2 separate regions of the Danio rerio genome follow, and region 1 is linked to region 2. Evidence: chromatin contacts called from public HiCAR-type data. All regions are on one chromosome and are shown on one strand. Each heading gives the region's core, a stretch centred on a gene start, on an enhancer-like site or on the middle of the called end of the contact. The rest is flanking DNA. Distances are from core to core; before and after follow the strand shown.

Region 1 (3,034 bases), core at 226-2,725, 170 kb before region 2:
ATAAATGCAAAAATGTAAAAAATAAATAAATAAATAAATAAATTTAAACCAATCATGGTTGCTCTGTAGTGAGCCAACTCTTCTCCTTTTGATTAACATTACTTCTTTTGGGTTGTGCAGTTTAATTCAATAGAATTTCTTCTTCTACAAAGTATGTTGTATACTGTAAACTTGCTGAATTTTTTGGTCACATCCTCAACGCATGTTTATTTTCCTCATTTAAAGTACAAAACATGTTTACAGATTGATATCTTTCTGATCTCATCACTCTGTGGTTAGCTGCTCTGGAAAATATAATAAGATGTTTCAATATAATGTTAACATGTACTTTCTCTTTGAATTTATGTGTTGAGTTTTTACTGCAAATGTCACATCCATAATGCTGGAAATGCTCATAAATTAACATAACAACAAAATAAACAAAATAGAAGCAAACCAAACTGAAACTAGCAAAATATCCTAATAAAAAAATAAAACCTATAAACCATTTTTAAAAATATATATTTAATTTACTACTATAAAGATTCAGTGCATGCAAGAAAAACTTATTGTATGGCAAAATAGGTAAATGCACTTTAAAACTAAATATTTTTATTGTGTGTGTGTATATATATATATATATATATATATATATATATATATATATATATATATATATATATATATATATATATATATAAATATTAAAGCAGCACTTAAGTATAAAACAAATCATGCAACATTATACTTTAGTTTGTTTAATTTAACCATTAATTAATTTATATTACATCTTTGTATTTAAGTAAGAATTGATATATCATTTGGAGTGAACTAAACCGAAAATAAAAACAAACCTAAATATTACTGAAAATATTTAAACAAACAATAATATAAGTATACACTTTATAATATTTAACAGCAAAAAATTGTATTATTCTACTTCTTAATAGGAACAGCACAAAACAAAATAACTAACGATACACCTGTCAAATAAATGTCTATTCCTCAATTTCTCCAAACCTAAAGCGTCAATAATGTACGAGGAACATCTAAATCAGGACAGTGTTGTTTATGGATGACCCAATAAGAGATAACCTCCCCCAGACTAATTTTCTACATATTTTTCCATCAGCATAAGGAGTAAATAAGCACAAATATTCTGAAGGATATTGCCTGATGAGATCGTCCACCTCACACGCGTCCGGTCCCTGCTGCTCGGCCGCCTCGTCTTGGTCGTCCACGAATTTATTCTCGTCGTACTCGTCGATATCGACTCCCCGGAACCGTGAGGACAGGGTGTTTTTCGCCATGAGGAGGAGCCGCTTTAATCAGTCGATCTATCGGTTGGGGGAGTCCGGGAAAGCGCGGTGGCGGGACGGGTGGGGTGCGCGCGTGTGTCCGCTTCCCTCAGGCACGGGCCGCCGCCGGTCGAAGGTTCATCTGTCAGCAGGAAGGTGCGGCTGTTCCTTCTCCACCGGCCCGAGCATCTCCACCACACATTCCTGCAGAGCGGACGAAAATCCCGACTGGGGCGGAAGCGGAATTACACAGCATAGTTACGCTTGGGACACGGAGTTTCCGTTTCCTGTGATGCAGCGATGGGAGTTCGATGGCTTTGCTGAAATATTCCACCCTCCACATACAGTTGAAGTCAGAACTATTAGCCCCCCTAACCTCCCCCCACCTTTGATTTTCTTTTTCTTTTTGAAATAATTCCCAAATGATGTTTAACAGAGCAAGGAAATTTTCACAGAATGTCTGAAAATATATAAATTATATATATATATATATATATATATATATATATATATATATATATATATATATATATATATATATATATATATATATATATATATAATTCAGGGGGGCTAATAATTCTGACTTCAATTGTAAATCAGTAATATGGAACAACGGAACAACAAATTATAACCTTTAAAAATAAATTATTATTTTATAGAAATTGGTACAATAATGATATTATATTGGTGAGACAGTTAACGTTATTCAAAAGTAATGGACACCTTTTTACTTATTGCGAATGTCTCAATTATTACATGATCCCCATAACTGCTAAATAATTTGCAATAATATTTTGCAAATAAGAACCACATTGTTGCCTAAATGCTAATCTTTTTGGAATTCCTTATTTGAGCAGATTTAGTGGAAAAAAGTTTAGAACCTAGTAAATACTGTCTCACCAATAAAGTTAAAGAAGTAACAAATAAACTAATTTAATTTATCCAGTGAAACAAGTTGTTAAAATATTTTTTAGAGACATGGAATCTACGTGCACGTTTTGTAAATTAGAGGAGGAATCGATAAAACACCTGTTTTTTTGAATGCACATATACCCAAATGTTTTCGTTCGATGTTGAATATCTTATATTCAAACTTACAAAATTAAAAATTCAGTTTTCTTGTAAAGATGCTGTTTTGATATACAATAATAAGAGCAAAACTTTGGAGCAAAATTAGTTTATTATTTAATGATAATTTATGGGAAGTACCATGTACACAAACAAAAATGGTCCAATGTTAAGCCTAAAATATTTTTTTTTGTTCACAATTAATCTTAAGCATTATATCGAAACCCTGAAAGACACATAAAAAAATTAATTTGAAATCTTTTTCTTATGTGACTCATTTGTCATTTATTTATCCCCTTTAATTGTATTTATTTATTTATTTATTTTTTCTACTGATTTTTTCATTTGATGTGAAAAAAAATGTAAGCATTATATTCCTCATTTATTGTATGCTATTATTTTTGTTGTGCAAAAATAACAGCCACAATAATTATTCTACCCTTGTAACCCCAACTGTTCATCCTGTGTTAATAGAAGTCTGGGATTTTGAAGAAAGTAAATTTTCATACAAAAAGATTAGAAATCTATTTAACAACATTATATGCCTCTAGCGGTTTATAGAAACCCAACTTCACATCAATTCTCTAAAGATAGCATTCACATGTACTGTAGAACTAAATATTTAAAGTTTCCTCTCTCTCCAAAAGCTAAAGAAGTTCATTTAAAAAATTTAAGAGGGACATATC
Region 2 (2,700 bases), core at 176-2,675:
ATTGCCTGTTATTGTAATAATAAGTACACATTCTAAAGTGTGGAAAAAGGCAGCATTTCAGTTTTAATAATTGCATATAATATACAATTGAAGTCAGAATTATTAGCCCCCCTGAATTATTAGCACCCCTGTTTATTTTTCCCCAATTTCTGTTTAACTGAGATATTTTTTTCAAAACATTTCTAATCATAATAGTTTTAATAACTTATTTCTAATAACTGATTTATTTTATCTTTGCCATGATGACAGTAAATAATGTTTTACTAGATATTTTTATGATACTTCTATACAGCTTAAAGTGACATTTAAAGGCTTAACTGGTTAATTAAGTTAACTGGGCAGGTTAGAGCAATCATAGGCAAGTTATTGTATGAAGATGGCTTGTTCTGTAAACAAATGGAAAAAAAGAAAAGGTTTAAAGGGGCTAATAATTTGCACTTTAAAATGTTTTTTTTATTATTAAAACTGCTTTTATTCTAGCCAAAATAAAACAAATAAGACTTTCTCCAGAAGAAAAAATATGATCAGATATACTGTGAAAATGTCCTTGCTCTCTTAAACATCATTTAGAAAATATTTTTTTTTAAAATTCAAAGGGGGTTTAATAATTCTGAATTTAACTGTAAACAACACACTTTATTTATTTATTTATTTACTTATTTATTTATTTATTTATTTTTATTTTATTAGATTATTTTAGATCCAATTTTTACAGTGCAAAAATGATTTAGATTTCACGTTTCCCTCATCCTTTATTAAGACAGATTAACATTATACATTTGACCTCGTGGAATTTCATGTTTCATTAACACTGATTACCGAACACGTCATTTCAAAATCCCCTGATGAACTTCGTTTCAAAATCTCACGAATCCTACAAACACCAATAACTCTCTCATCCATCCAGAACTATTACAAAACCAAGAAAATGTTGTCTGTGCTTAAATTGGCAGGATTTGTCTTCAAATCTGCCAAAAACATCATGTGCAACGAACGAATGCCATAAGACAAATTGCAATAATCACAGATAAATGGGCGGAAAAAAAAAGAAAAAAACGCAACTGATGAAATAATTTAACTAACAGGTAATTGCAAAACCGTATTTGGCAACACACAAATACAAACACACACGCTGTGCGTAAATGCAATTGTACGAAATACGATGTAAACATGAAAATCTCTTTACCTTACTCAAAGATCTTGCATCTCTGGTCAAAAGAAGCAGATAAGTTAAAACACTTGCGTAGATCCACATTTTTTTCATCAACTAATCGAAGTCCTGCACAGCTTCCACCTGATGGTATAATTTGGCGTCTCTGAAGGCACCTGTAAGCTCAGTCTGGTATTATGAGTCTAGATCCTCCAGAACACAGGTTTAGGGCTCCATGATTACAGGTCACGCAGAGTTATGAGTGTATGTGTGTGTGTGTGGGTTGTGACGCGCAGCAGCTTCAGCTTCAACTCCGCTTAGATGTGAGATGATGAACGCCCACCATCACCATCACCATCATCCTCTCTCACACTATGTGCAAGGCGGAGGAACACTGGCACCACTTCTGTACCACTGAGACATTTATGTGTTGTGCTGATGTGTAGCTTTTCTTTCCAGGGACATTTATAAGTGACCGACGACCACTGTAATTATATTTCTATAATAAAAAATAGTTATTATGAGAAGTACATTTGGAGGTAATGCTGTAGACACAAATTAAAGGCAGATGATTCTATTTGATGTAGTCTTCTATGGTATTGTCAGTGATAACAATGTAGCCTGTCGATGTTGTTAATGCTTGAATTTGTGGATATGCGCTTCATGTTTTCAGGAGACCTTAAAGCAAAGAACTTTAGGTTAGGTTTTTAGCTGTTATCTAGCGCCCTCTCTCGGTTAATGGTTATAAAATCGTCCACAGAATGAGTAAAATCTTAAATGTAAATTCCTTTTCTTTTCTTTTCCTTTTTTCTTTTGTTTTTAAAGGCCATCATTATAATAAGAAATAAAACATTGAAATATTTATTTTTTATTTATATAGAAATAAATAAAGTTACTGAACATTTTATTATGGTAAACAAACAAATTAAAATTAAATAAGCTTACGAAAATTATTATTTTATTAAATTATTATAATTAAAAGTAAATTATTAGCATTAAAAGTATACAAAAGATTGAATTAATTTGATTAAAATAAATTATCCAAAATTAGATAAAAATAAATATGACATATATAATATATTCTTTTTTATATATGATAATTATATATTAATTTGATAATTTTCTCAAATAATATCATAACCATTTTAATTTATTAAAGTTTTTCATTGAATCGTTTAAAACAAATAAATATCCATTAGACACAAAGAAGTAAGTATATTTATTACATACATATGCTGAAAATAACAACAATAATAATGTAACTTAAAAGAAACTAAATATTTTCCAAATAATACTTCAGTACCATTTGTGATATATACTTTTTTCATTTATCATTGTTTGTGTCTATAACACAAATAATAATAACAATAATAATAATAATGCAGCTTAAGCTTAAAAATTTTCAAATAATATTTTTTGCCGCATTTTTGATATTAAATGGGTTCGACCCTGTGCTGAGTCAGTATTTCTGTCACGTTCTCCCCGTGTTCGCGTGGGTTTCCTCCGGACTTCCCCACAGTCCAAAGACATGCGCTGAATTGGGTAAGATA

Evidence for each region. HiCAR-type assays count read pairs that join an accessible place to other places.
Region 1: a contact with region 2 is called in a HiCAR-type map of caudal fin, with 10 times the contacts expected there. The contact joins the promoter of arpc5la here to the promoter of olfml2a in region 2. A contact is called at or near these places in 6 of 18 Hi-C or Micro-C datasets (caudal fin, embryo, hematopoietic stem cells and 1 more) and 4 of 4 datasets of contacts at active chromatin or transcription factors (caudal fin, embryo, gastrula embryo and 1 more).

The regions. Positions count from the first base shown.
Region 1 is chr8:49,896,367-49,899,400 of GRCz12tu, reverse strand. arpc5la (actin related protein 2/3 complex, subunit 5-like, a) reads right to left here and starts at 1,475. Exons shown (of 4, transcript NM_200578.2): 1 at 1,150-1,475. The coding sequence starts at 1,289.
Region 2 is chr8:49,724,707-49,727,406 of GRCz12tu, reverse strand. It overlaps olfml2a (olfactomedin-like 2A), which reads right to left and starts at 1,425. Exons shown (of 8, transcript NM_001126472.1): 1 at 1,187-1,425. The coding sequence starts at 1,264.